Linked DNA regions of Mus musculus: regions 1, 2 and 4 are each linked to region 3. A link is a contact called in public Hi-C and promoter capture Hi-C data. All regions are on one chromosome and are shown on one strand. The core of a region is the stretch at or near the end of the contact, and the rest is flanking DNA. Distances in the headings are between cores, read along the strand shown. Region 1 holds the start of Cyp27a1 (cytochrome P450, family 27, subfamily a, polypeptide 1). Region 2 holds the start of Ttll4 (tubulin tyrosine ligase-like family, member 4). Region 3 holds the start of Zfand2b (zinc finger, AN1 type domain 2B). Region 4 holds the start of Asic4 (acid-sensing (proton-gated) ion channel family member 4).

Region 1 (3,079 bases), core at 23-2,522, 460 kb before region 3:
CCAGCCCGGTGGTACACACTTTTAATTCCAGCACTTAGAGACAGAAGCAGGCAGGTCTCTTGAGTTCCAGCCTGGTCTACAGAACAAGGTCCAGGACAGTTGGAGCTACACAGAGAAACCCTGTCTCAAACCAACCAAACAACCCAACAACAACAAAAGAAAACGAAACTTCCAATATACATAAAACAGTTCATGAAACAACACTTGGTTATTTTTCCCCCTTTGGGGCAAATTTTCTGTCCCATTTTATTCTTTTTGCTTTATTGGAATAGTCTGAAGCCAGGCCATGTAGGTAGGCAGTCCTTTTTAAAAATACAAATTTAAAAACTTATGGTATGTGTATGGGTGTGTTTCCTGCATATTGTCTGTGTGCCACTTGCATGCTTGGTGCACACAGAGGGGTTTCGGAGGCTGTGAACTTCCCCTCTGGAAGAGCAGCCATCTCTTCAGCCCTTCCTCTTTTTAAAAAATTGTTGTTATTAGTTTAGTTTTTTTGTTTTTTGTTTTTTGTTTTTTGTTTTTTGAGACAGAGTTTGATTATCTACCTCTAGCTGACCTGGAACTTGCTATGTAGACCAGGCTGACCTGGGACTCACAGAGTTCACTTGCCTCTGCCTCACAAATGCTGAAATTAGAGGCTTGCGCAACCATAACTGGTTCAAAATCCTTAATGCCTGCACTCTGGAGGTTGGGGCAGGAAGGTGGAGGATTGAGCCCAGCCTGGCCTACACGTCTTCAAACAAAACAAAACGGGAAAAAGAAAACAAAATCAAATCCCCAAATCTGTTCTCAAAAGCAGAAATGATACTCTTAAAAAAAAAAAATCCCTAATACCGCAATTTGTTTTGTTTTTCCTCCTCTCTGGGCCTCACGTGACTGCTGTCCCAGGTCCACAATCAGCTTCAGCCTCTGGGGAACAGCAGCGCGTTCCCGGGCCATCTGGAAAGTGAGGGACACCAGAGATGGCGCTCTGCAGGTCAAGCAAAGGCAAGCCTAGCTGGGTGGGGCCTGAGGGACTTGGAAGTTGACTGCTGTGCTCCATCTCACGACTGAGAGCCAGCGAAGTTCTTGAGAGTCCGTGGATGAGGAGGCTGCTAACTCCAGAGAGCTCCCTAGTTCATCTTGTCCACCTCTGCCTGCCTTCTTAGTAGAGGTCTTGCAGCTGGAGAAGGCGGCGTTTGTGTGTTCAGGACAGATCCTGATTGGAAGGGGTTATGAAAGGATCTGGCTAGTCCTCTATTGGCCCGCCCCGGGACCACCTCTGCCTTTAAAGTCGCCAGGTCGCAAAGCCCGAGTTCTGTCTGCCTCCTTGCCTGGATAGGGCTCATAGTCTCTGGATCTAAACTCTTGGCTTCTCGGGCACGATCCATGGCTGCGTGGAGCCGCACGAGGCTGAGATGGACGCTCCTGGACCCGCGTGTGGTGGGCCGTGGCCTCTGCCCACAAGGGGCCAGAGCCAAGGCCACGATCCCTGCAGCCCTCCAGGCACAGGAGAGTACGGAGGGTCCAGGAACAGGTCAAGACCGGCCGCGCCTGCGGAGTCCGGCGGAGCTTCCGGGGACCGGAACGCTACAATTTTTATTCCAGCTATTTCTACAAGGCTATGTGCTGCACTTGCCCGACCTCCAGGTAACCATCGGACAGAGGCATCGCCACCTGGGTCTGGGCACTGGGACAGAAAAAGAAGCTGGCTATGGGAGAGAAGAGGGATAAACAGTAAATAGAACTTAGCTCGCCACTGTCTGAGGCTCGAGCCATAAACTGGAAGGGCATGCAGGGTGCAGAGAGAATCCTTTGAGCTAAAACAGGCGATGGGTGTCACCGATCAAGAGATCATCATCAATGTGGTGGGCACAAGTTGGGAAAGGAAGAGGTTGCGTTGGGAGAGAATGACTCATGCTAGTGTATACAGTGCCCGGTGTTGGGGGAACCCTGTTACTTCAGAGATGCCATTCCCCTCCTGCTTCTTCCAAAGGAGTTAACTTTGGAAGCTACTTTGCAATCTGTAGGACACATTTGTCCACAGAAGAAAAAAACAAAAAACAAAAAAAGATTGCTTCTCAGGGAGTGAAAGAAAACACATTAGGGAGCAGGCAAAGGAATTTCTGATGTAATTGCACCTCGACACCCTGCCAGACGGAGAGGAGGGTGAGGATGGGGACAGAGAAAGAGAAATCCAGCAGCCAGGAAAGTTTGTCTGTGTAGCTATCCCTGTCAGACTCAGGAGGTACTGAGAGATGATTTAAAATAACAAAGCAAAACAAACCATTCCCTGGGACTGGAGAGAGGGCTCCATGGTTAGGAGGACATCTCTCTTTTCCAGAGGACCTGAGTCAGTCAGCACCCTTGTCAGTCAGTTTACAACCACCCAGGGGAATCTGATGTCTCTGCCCTTCCAGGACCATGCACTCATGAGCACATACCTGCTGACACACACGTGCATAGTTAAAAAGAATACAAATTGTAAGCAAGCAAGCAAGCAAGCAAGCAAGCAAGCAAGCAAGCAAGCAAGCAAGCAGGAAGCCTGGCATGGTGGCGCAACACTTACCTTTAATCCCAGAAATCAGGAGGGAGAGGCATTAGAATCTGTATAAATTACAGGCTAGCCCATGCTACATAGGCTAGCCAGTGCTACATAGTGAGAACAGAAGGGAGGGGGGAGGGAGGAAGGGAGGGAGAGAGGGTAGAGGGAGAGAGGGAGAGAGACGACAGAGATAGAGAGACACACACAAAGAGAGAGGGAATATGAGCTATTTCCTGCAGACCTGATAATCTCTAGGCCAAGAAACAAAGGAGTTGAAAGGTCCTCTAAGTTCTCTAGCTTGATTTCAACCTCTAGAAATTGAGAGGCCTGGGGAATGCCTGATGCCTAGGGTCTAGGGACTGAAGCTTCCTCAGGGGGATTTGCTCAAGATGTAATTCTAGATAGCTTTGTAAGGAGAATGGGGAAGTAAACCCGTGAATATATAGAGTTTTGGCTGTTTGCTAAGACAATGTTTTCCTATATAGTCTAGATTGGCTTTAACTCTTTCCTCCTGCCTCAGCCTCCTGAGTGCTGGGATTCTGTATATAAAGACCA
Region 2 (3,091 bases), core at 74-2,573, 510 kb before region 3:
AGAAAACGAAACCCCGTCCCTATTAAGGAGAATTCTCCTTCGCCTAGGACGTGTCACTCCCTGATTGGCTGCAGCCCATCGGCCGAGTTGACGTCACGGGGAAGGCAGAGCACAAGTAGTCATAAGATACCCTTGGCACATGCGCAGATTATTTGTTTACCACTTAGAACACAGCTGTCAGCGCCATCTTGTAACGGCGAATGTGGGCGCGGCTCCCAACATTTTTCTTCAGCTCCAGCACTCCCATTTTGTCTAAGAAAGTTCATTTATACTGTATATTGGTTAAAATTCTGAATTTATCTGATTCTATAGCATTACTCAATTGTTTTCCTCTATATCCTGTATACTGAAGTTAGAGTCAATGCTTGATTAGATTCAGCTTTTAAATTGTTAAAATTTAACATTTTGTAAAATAAGCCATACTTTATAAATATTGCTGTGTAATCCAAATCTCATCAGGAGACAAACTAGATAATTGCCCTAGATTTCCTGATCTAAAATTGATAAGTAACCCTTTCATAGTTCAACATCTGTCAATGACTGTTGCTTAAGTATTTTGCTACTAAGTTCAAATTGTTTTCACCAGGCTAGTTTTTCTCTGCATAGCCCTAGCTGATCTGAACTCACTCTGCAGACCAGGCTGTCCTCATACTCAGAGATCCACCTGCCTCAGCCTACCGAATGGTGGGGTTAAAGAAGTGCACAACCGGTGCCCAGGCCTCATCAGGTTAGTTATATCGTTAATTATCATAGCCTGTTTGAGAAAGCTCCTTTTGCCATCCAGCTGACTTTATAGTTCTCTAAATTTAATAGATCCAGCGACATCTGAAACAGGGGGATCTATTCTGCGTGGAGAGATTATGAAAGGACTCACACTTAGGTAAAGTTCTCACTCGAAGCCCATAAAACTGGTAGTTGTAGTTATGTCTTGCTTTGTCTCGTCCCGCTCCGTGTTTGGATTTAGGGAAAGGTGAGTGGGAGAGAGTTAAAGTGCCTTGAGCCACTTCCTCTTACTTGCCTCAAACTCATGGAATTTTGGTAGGAATTCTTTAATAGAGTCTTGGCGCTGTATGGTCAGAGTCCATAGTGGTTAGGTAGAATGAATCGTGGATTCCCAGAACGGAGCCTTTACTTGCAGGACTACAGTTCCCAGAATTCCGCTCGCAAGAGTTCCACCGTGTCGACAAGTTTGCGCGTGCGCAAATTCCTTGCACTTTCTCTCTCCCTCCCCCCAAGTCCCTCCTTCTCCCCCCCCCCCCCCCCCCATTCTCTAGGCTGCACAAGGGCTGGGATTCGGCGCGCTTGCCTCGGGCCCTCCCCCTCCCATTCCTTTCTGGCCTTAGATCTGTCCGCTGGGGGCGCGCTCTGTGTGGGACAGAAAGCGGCAGAGCGTGGGTCGCGTGGCGGAGCTTGGTTGCTAGGGACACCTGAGGTCGCCCGCTCGCCCAGCAGGCGCAGCGAAGAAGCGGCGCGGAGCCGGCGTCCAGTCGCGGCGAAGTAGGGTACCGTAGGTGAGTGTGGTCGCAGAGCTGGTGTCCGACCCCGGCCGGCCGTTCCCGCGTGCCTCGGCCCCAGCCCTTGGCACCGGCCCCCAACCCCGCTTCCGGTTCGCCACCTCGCCTTTCTCTGGTGAGTCGGAGACCGGGGCCTCCTCCCGGGCCCTCTCTCGAGTCCTCCTCGGCAGCCTCCACGCGGGGAGAACTTCGTTGGCTTCTCCTCGGGCGGCCCGAGCCCCACACCCTTCTCGGTCCTGGTTTCAGCGTGTCCTCTTTCCCGCCGCGCTGCGGTTTAAATTCTGGCTTGGGTTGAAATCCCGGCTCTTTTCAGGGCCTGCTTTTTCCTGACCCCACTCTGAGTTATCCATACACACTTTCCTACATTCCAGAAGCTGAGATCCTAATTTAACTCATTTATCCAGCCATTTTTTTTCATTTAATAATTTACAGCTTTTATAAACATCGACAAGTAGGTAACGAGTGAAGCCACTATGTAAGGTTCCTAGGGAGGGTACATTGGTGAGCAAGACAAACGTGTTTTCGAGAGTTTATAGAACAAGAGATTTTTAATCAAGAAAGCATTTGCCATACTGATGTATGTGCTGTGGTAGAAGTGAAGCGCTTAACCGCGATTTGTTTGGAAAAATACGTCACCCCACCTTCAGTCTTTACATTCCGGTTCTGAATCTTGGAAATGTTTTAATCAGCATTTGAAACCCTTCCTTTATGGAGTCATTTTGAATATTCCGAATCTCAATTTCAGCGCCTGTTGATTTGGCCAATCAGCAGTAATCTGGAGGAGCCTTTAAGAGCAGGTACCGTTGGATCCTATGCCTTCAATTGTTGCAATACTGAGATTATTTGCATAAAAACTATTCCCTTTATTGTCTGGAAAGTTACTAGCGATTTACTGATTAGACTCTAAGCCTGGCCCTGAAAGTTATCAAATGTTCTCAGGGAGTGAAGAAGTGGGAAGATATTCAAGTTACAAAGTAGCTTTAGAAAGATACAGCATGGCCTGAACAGAGGTCCGAGCTCAGTTGTGTTTGTTGGGAGCCATTCTGTGAGCTGGGCTTATTAGGGCCCAAGACTTAACTTAAAATGAATCTATTTCCTGACTTGTAGTTTCCAAGTGACTTTAGTTTTTTTGTTTGTTTGTTTTTGTTTTTGAGACAGGGTTTCTCTGTGCAGCCCTGGCTGTCTGGAACTCACTCGATAGATCTTGAACTCAGAGATGCACCTGCCTCTGCCTGCCCTGCCCTTCCCATCTTTTTAAGGTCCTAGGGATTGAACCTTGGGAGTTACACATTCTAGACAGTCAATCACTACCACCAAATTAAAAGTCTCAGGCCTGGAAGGTTTTGTGGGACCATGGGATTTTAAAACTTATTTTAAGTAAAACATGAGCAAAAGTATTTAGTAAGTTCGTTTGCTCTTTTTCTCTTCTTACTTTCTTCTTTTGTTTTGTTTTGTTTTGTTTTTCTAGACAGAGTTTCTCTGTGTAGCCCTGACTGACCTGGAACATTCTCTGTAGACCTCGAACTCAGAGATCCAGCTTCCTCTGCCTCCTGAACGCTGGGATTAAAGCTCTGTGT
Region 3 (3,124 bases), core at 574-3,073:
CATGTTCGCATGTATGTGGTCAAATGTGTGGGGAGGTGTGGACATGTATTTGTGTGTATTTGCATGTGTGTGGTCACACATGTGGGGAGGTGTGGACATGTATTTGTGTGTATTTGCATGTGTGTGGTCACACATGTGGGGAGGTGTGGACATGTATTTGTGTGTATTTGCATGTGTGTGGTCACATGTGTGGGGAGGTGTGGACATGTATTTGTGTGTATTTGCATGTGTGTGGTCACATGTGTGGGGAGGTGTGGACATGTATTTGTGTGTATTTGCATGTGTGTGGTCACATGTGTGGGGAGGTGTGGACATGTATTTGTGTGTATTTGCATGTGTGTGGTCACATGTGTGGGGAGGTGTGGACATGCATTTGTGTGTACCCTGAGGCTTGTGGCTGATGCTGGGAATCAATCTGGCAGGTTGAGGTTGCTCTTCCTCTTTATTCATTGAGACTAGGCCTCTCAGTCGAACCCAGAGTTTGCTGATATAACACAACCAACAAGCACATGAGTGTGGCAGGCATGTAAGTCGGCAGATGACCCAAGTCAAGGTGTTTGGGTACAGTTAGAGCTGAGAACAGGGCTTCTGCCTGAGGTAGCCAGGAAAGACTGTCTTAATTTCTACCGGTCTTAGAGTGAAAATCAAAGGAAGAGGAGGGGAAAGTTGAGAGGCAGAAACTGGTTTTTTGTTTGTTTGTTTGTTTACTTCACCTGATTACTTGTTTCCACGTCTAGACCTACGGGAAGGTAGAGTGACTACCAATTCCAAGTAGGAGAAGCTGTGTGAGAAGCAAAATGTGCTGAGCCAGGAAGGTCTCAGTCTGTGGTTCCTAAAGGTGTACACCAGTTTAATGACTGCCACTCTTCAAAAAACATTCCAGAACCCCTGAGAATGTGCTAGGCTAGTGTTTTTCAAGTTGAGACATACTAGAAATGTGTTACCATTCCTTCTGGAGCTCCCCTCTGAGTCAGAAGTCCTAGGACCCAGGCATCTGTTTAAAATAGCTATGTAGTGAGTTTCACCTGAGACTGTTGTACTTTAGGTATTATGTGCCAGGCAGGGCCCAGTATGAAACAGGTAGAGCTGATCCTTGACTCTTTGATATATTTTAATTTTATCATTGAAGGGAAGGGTGTGCAGTTCTCTTGGGTTTTTCGTCTTCTCTCCTTTCACTATGGATGTCTCTTTTCACCAGGTAGTCCCCTTTGTGTGGCCGATGCCTCTCTCTCTCTCTCTCTCCCTCCCTCCCTCACCCCCGAGCCTGGGTGTCTCTATGTAGTCTTGGCTGTCCTAGAATTCGATATGTAGACCATGCTGATGTCGAACTCACAAAGATTCACCTGCATCTGCTTTCTGAGTGTTGGGAGTAAAGGCTTGAGACACTGTGCCAGGTTGGTGAACAGCTGATTTCAATGAGGTGACGTGTAAACTGGGATGGAGGGGAGGAGAAGACAGAGCAGGTGTGCTCAGATCATACCGACAAGGGCTAGGGATGTCTTAGAGGGTGAACATCAACACTAAAACCTGGAGAGGAATCTGCACCACTGAGAAACACTGTAACTCCTCACAGAAAAGAGGTAGCCTCGGTCTGGAGAAATGGCTAGAGAAAAGTAAGGTAGTGACGAAGTGAGCAGGCTAAAGGCCGAACTGCTTCCAAACCACCCTTGTCCACCGACACGTCCATCTTTGCCTTCACTGGTTGGTTCTGAAAAAACTCTTCTAAGCTTTACACCCGCTCCCGGGCGTGGCTCAACTCTTCTGGGACTCTCCGCCTGCAATCTACTGTTGCCCGGGATGGACCCGCCCAACGTGATGACGTCAGAGCGCGCGAGCCCTCGGGAGGAGGAGTAGGGGCTGCGGGCCGGCGGACGCTCAGGCTTCGGTAACCTGTGCTGGGCGGGGGAGAGGAAGGGGCGGGGCGGGGAGCCCCCCGGAGTTGCTGTGTTGCGGACGGGGCCCGGAGCGGGAGTCCTTGGCACGCTCAGCTCTCGTTTCTTCCCCGCAGCAGGCCCCGCACGGCCAGGCGATGGAGTTTCCGGACCTCGGGGCTCACTGTTCCGAGCCGAGCTGTCAGCGCTTGGGTGAGGGGCGGAGCACGCGGGAGGCGGGGCCGGACGGCTGGGGCTGGGGACTGCAGGTAGGGCCAGGAGGGTGAGCACTGGAGCTGGAAAGGCCAGGAGGGCGGGGCTCGAAGTTGTGGGCGGAGACTAGGGGCGTGGCCAAATTGATCGTGTACTGTGAAAGAGGTACAGTGTGTTGCAAATAGGGCAGAGTTTTTCCTACCTGAGTAGCAGCTTTGCGCAAGAGGAAAGGACATCTAAGTTTCCTTTGAACCCGCAATCTGACCCATTCTCTGTAGATTTTTTGCCACTCAAGTGCGATGCCTGCTCGGGCATCTTCTGCGCAGACCATGTGGCCTACGCCCAGCATCACTGTGGATCAGCTTACCAAAAGGTGAGGGGGCGATCGTGAGGGTGGCAGGGGTTGGTGTATGGAGAGGAGAGCGGGTGCAGATGCTTTCAGGATCTGTCTATTTTATGTTTTCCCCTCTTAGTTATTGTGTTTCTAAGCCCAGCACTGGGTAACTTTGTTTTTTGTGTATTTGTGAGTGGTATATCCGGGTTCTTTAAGAGATTGCTTGGCTCTCATACTGACTCCTGACCCTTGACTATAGGATATCCAGGTACCTGTGTGCCCTCTCTGTAATGTGCCTGTGCCGGTGGCCAGAGGAGAGCCTCCTGACCGTGCTGTGGGAGAGCACATTGACAGAGACTGTCGTTCTGACCCAGCACAGCAAAAACGCAAGGTAAATAAATAATGGAGGGGTTAGTGAGACAACCCAGCGTAGTATACGGACATCTGCAAACCCAAAAGGCTAGCTCCATGGGGGCCAGAGGAGAAGATGAGTTTCCTAAATAACAAACCCTGTTTCATCTCAGATCTTCACCAATAAGTGTGAACGTTCTGGCTGCCGGCAGCGGGAGATGATGAAACTGACTTGTGATCGCTGTGGCCGAAACTTCTGCATCAAGCACCGTCATCCCCTGGACCATGAATGCTCTGGGGAAGGTCATCAGACCAGCAGGGCAGGGTAATTACCACCAAATAGCCAACTTGCTTT
Region 4 (2,933 bases), core at 407-2,906, 280 kb after region 3:
AATCTGCCCCCCCGGGGTGGGGGTCTTTTCCTCCCAGTGTTGGGAGCCTGCTGACCTAGACTCATGGGAAGCGTGTAGGGACACCCAGCTGTGGGGCCCTGGGAAGCCACTTTGCTGAAAGGTTGGGAACATCTAGTTAGAGCACCATGCATGGCTAGGACCAGGTGTGTGGGTGGATGACACACTGGGGTGCCCCTCACTAGGAGCCTGACCTAGCCTTGCAGCCAGGGTGGGCCGAGCAGCGGCCTGAATCCCCTAAGGGGAGCTACGCTGATGACCCTCCCTCGGGGCCAGCCTGAGACTGCAGGGCCAGGCTGACGAAGGGGAGGGGTGGCCGTTGGACAGCGTGTGGACCTCGGGCTCTAATCCCCAGCAGCTGCCGTTTCCCTCAGATCGATTCCCTTCTCACTTTTTTTTTTCAGCTGCTGGTTCCGCGGCTTGGATCGATGGAGCCGCCTCCCCCTCCCCTCTGAGCTTCCTCTCCCTGCTGCTCATTAGCACCCCGATTAATCAGCCCCCCTCTCCTCCCAGGACAAGTGCTTCCTCTCCCCCATGAGGACTCACACTTTTACACACCCCCAGGGGCCACAAGTGGACCATTTTTGCTACCCCCAAGCGGGAGGTGCCAACGTACCCCCCTCCCGGTGAGCCAATAGGGGCTTCCACTTCCTCTCGTGATGGTAACCCATGTGTCTGATTTCCCTCCAAGATAGCAGCCTGCAAGGCAACCCTGTCTAGCTCTGCCAGAGGACAGGACATTCTGGGCACTGATTTCCTTAGCATAGTATTTCCATTGAAGCCCCCACTCACCTTCCCACCGGCTCTAATAGCTCTCCTGGGCGCTTCATTTCCTTCTACCCTGCCTCTGAGCTCTTAGCTCCCCGGCCTGGCTCATCCAGATTCCCCTCCTCTCCCCCAAGCCTTGTCATAGCAAGGGATTTGGAGACTAAAGGACTAGTAAAGTGGCTACAGACAAGTGAGCCAGGCAGGGTGGCCTCTGCTTCAGTCACAAGAATGACTGAACCTGGGATATGGGGCAAAGTCAGAAAAAGGGAACCAGGGTCCCTCCTGGAAGGGGTAGGGATGCGGTGGATGTTGAAATCAGCAGCAAGGCTCTAGGGGAGGGGAGTCTGAGTGAAGCCACAGTTGTCTCTTCATCTCTCTTGCCTGCCCTCCCCTTCCTTCCCTCCCTCATTCAAACAAGTGGCTCTCACAAGGAGTTGCTGGAAGCTGCTTTGAGTGGGGCAGTGAGATCCCTGGAAGGCTGGAGTCAGGAGTCAAGGAAGCTGGGAAGTGGGGTTGATTGACCCTTCGTGGGGTGTGGTCCAGAAGAAGTGGCAAGGAATGGGCTGAGAAGTCAGCATAGCACCATTCCCAGTTTGGCCCGAGACTAGGCTATCCGTGGCCCCCACGCTTGACTAAGGTACAGCGAGAGAGTTTCAGAAGCACCCCTGATCCTGGAATCTCCATCCTGGGCTGGGGTAGGGTGGGGCTTTTCCCTCCCTGGCCTGGCTCCTGCCTCCCGTGCCAGTGCCCGACGGTGAAACGCTGTTGACATGTCCTGAATTATTAAGCACGGGGTGGGCTCCAGAGCACATGCTGAGCGGAGCGGCTGGGGCTGCGCGGCGTGGCGGAGCAGCGCTTGCTCCCTCGCTCACTCGCTTGCTCGCAGGGACACACGCAGGGGCTGACAGCTGTGCGGGTGCTGATAAGGGAAGCCACAAGGAGACGATCGAGGAGAGAGACAAGCGGCAGCAGAGGCAGCAGCGGCAGAGGCAGCGCCGGGGCTGCGGAGCTGCTGGGAGTGGGAGTGACGCCCCCACCTCGGGCCCCCACCCTGTCCCCGTCCTCCTCCTGGTTGCCCTGAGTTTAGAAGAGCAGCCGCTGCCGCCACCACCACTCCGGAGGGCACCAGGGCTGCTGTCCAGGGAGGGACAGTAGCAGTGAGGCTCTGGCCAGTCCCAGCAGCCGGGGACAGATGCCGATCGAGATTGTGTGCAAAATCAAATTTGCTGAGGAGGATGCAAAACCCAAGGAGAAGGAGGCAGGGGATGAACAGAGCCTCCTGGGGGCTGCTCAGGGGCCAGCAGCCCCTCGGGACCTGGCCACCTTTGCCAGCACCAGCACTCTGCATGGGCTGGGCCGGGCCTGTGGCCCTGGCCCCCATGGACTGCGCAGAACCCTGTGGGCACTGGCCCTACTCACCTCACTGGCTGCCTTTCTGTACCAGGCAGCCAGCCTGGCCAGGGGCTACCTGACCCGGCCTCACCTGGTAGCCATGGACCCTGCTGCCCCAGCCCCAGTGGCGGGTTTTCCGGCTGTCACCCTCTGCAACATCAACCGCTTCCGGCACTCGGCACTCAGCGATGCTGATATCTTCCACCTGGCCAATCTGACAGGGCTGCCCCCCAAAGACCGGGACGGGCACCGTGCAGCTGGCCTTCGCTATCCAGAGCCTGACATGGTAGACATCCTCAACCGCACTGGCCACCAGCTTGCTGACATGCTCAAGAGCTGCAACTTCAGTGGGCACCACTGCTCCGCCAGCAACTTCTCTGTGGTGAGTTCTACCAGCTGGGCCACCTGAACCTGGGGTGGCCAGAAGCTAAGGTGGGGGGTGGAGGGTAGTACGTGAGGGTATCCTCAACAGGGCTTCCCTTCCTTCTGCCACCAGAGGCGGGCCTCGTGTCTCCCTCAGCTGGTGTTTCCCTCTGGCTCCTCAGTCCAGGAGCAGTGGATGCTCAGAAGGGCTTACCCCGTGGCACAGCTCCTTCTCCTCCTCTTCTGCTGCTGCTGCTGCTGCTGCTGCAGTGTTCAAGGTTCAGGGGCCAGGGCTATTCCTCGGGATGGACTCAGGGCCCTGAAGCTGGTCTTCATCCCAAGGCCAGACAGACTGAGCCCCACTTTGTTCTTGTTCTCCTTTTCTTCGGGGG

Evidence for each region. Promoter capture Hi-C pulls out the DNA fragments that hold promoters and counts their contacts. A called contact is a pair of places that touch in the nucleus more often than the background predicts.
Region 1: a contact with region 3 is called in a promoter capture Hi-C map of liver, with 2.6 times the contacts expected there. The contact joins the promoter of Cyp27a1 here to the promoter of Zfand2b in region 3. A contact is called at or near these places in 2 of 39 promoter capture datasets (hippocampal neurons and liver).
Region 2: a Hi-C map of CD8 T cells shows a contact between it and region 3, with 8 times the contacts expected there. The contact joins the promoter of Ttll4 here to the promoter of Zfand2b in region 3. A contact is called at or near these places in 8 of 39 promoter capture datasets (the 3T3-L1 cell line, the HPC-7 cell line, embryonic stem cells and 4 more), 2 of 484 Hi-C or Micro-C datasets (CD8 T cells and uterus) and 1 of 9 other capture datasets (liver).
Region 4: a promoter capture Hi-C map of the HPC-7 cell line shows a contact between it and region 3. The contact joins the promoter of Asic4 here to the promoter of Zfand2b in region 3. A contact is called at or near these places in 6 of 39 promoter capture datasets (the 3T3-L1 cell line, 3T3-L1-derived adipocytes, the HPC-7 cell line and 2 more), 2 of 115 datasets of contacts at active chromatin or transcription factors (microglia and pancreatic cancer cells) and 3 of 9 other capture datasets (adipose tissue, liver and pancreatic islet).

What each region holds. Positions count from the first base shown.
Region 1 is chr1:74,712,263-74,715,341 of GRCm38.p6, forward strand. It overlaps Cyp27a1 (cytochrome P450, family 27, subfamily a, polypeptide 1), which reads left to right and starts at 1,273. Exons shown (of 9, transcript NM_024264.5): 1 at 1,273-1,629. The coding sequence starts at 1,369.
Region 2 is chr1:74,660,379-74,663,469 of GRCm38.p6, forward strand. It overlaps Ttll4 (tubulin tyrosine ligase-like family, member 4), which reads left to right and starts at 1,324. Exons shown (of 20, transcript NM_001014974.2): 1 at 1,324-1,511.
Region 3 is chr1:75,166,823-75,169,946 of GRCm38.p6, forward strand. It overlaps Zfand2b (zinc finger, AN1 type domain 2B), which reads left to right and starts at 1,824. Exons shown (of 10, transcript NM_001159905.1): 1 at 1,824-1,885; 2 at 2,009-2,084; 3 at 2,363-2,457; 4 at 2,678-2,809; 5 at 2,943-3,094. The coding sequence starts at 2,030.
Region 4 is chr1:75,448,854-75,451,786 of GRCm38.p6, forward strand. It overlaps Asic4 (acid-sensing (proton-gated) ion channel family member 4), which reads left to right and starts at 1,657. Exons shown (of 10, transcript NM_183022.3): 1 at 1,657-2,560. The coding sequence starts at 1,979.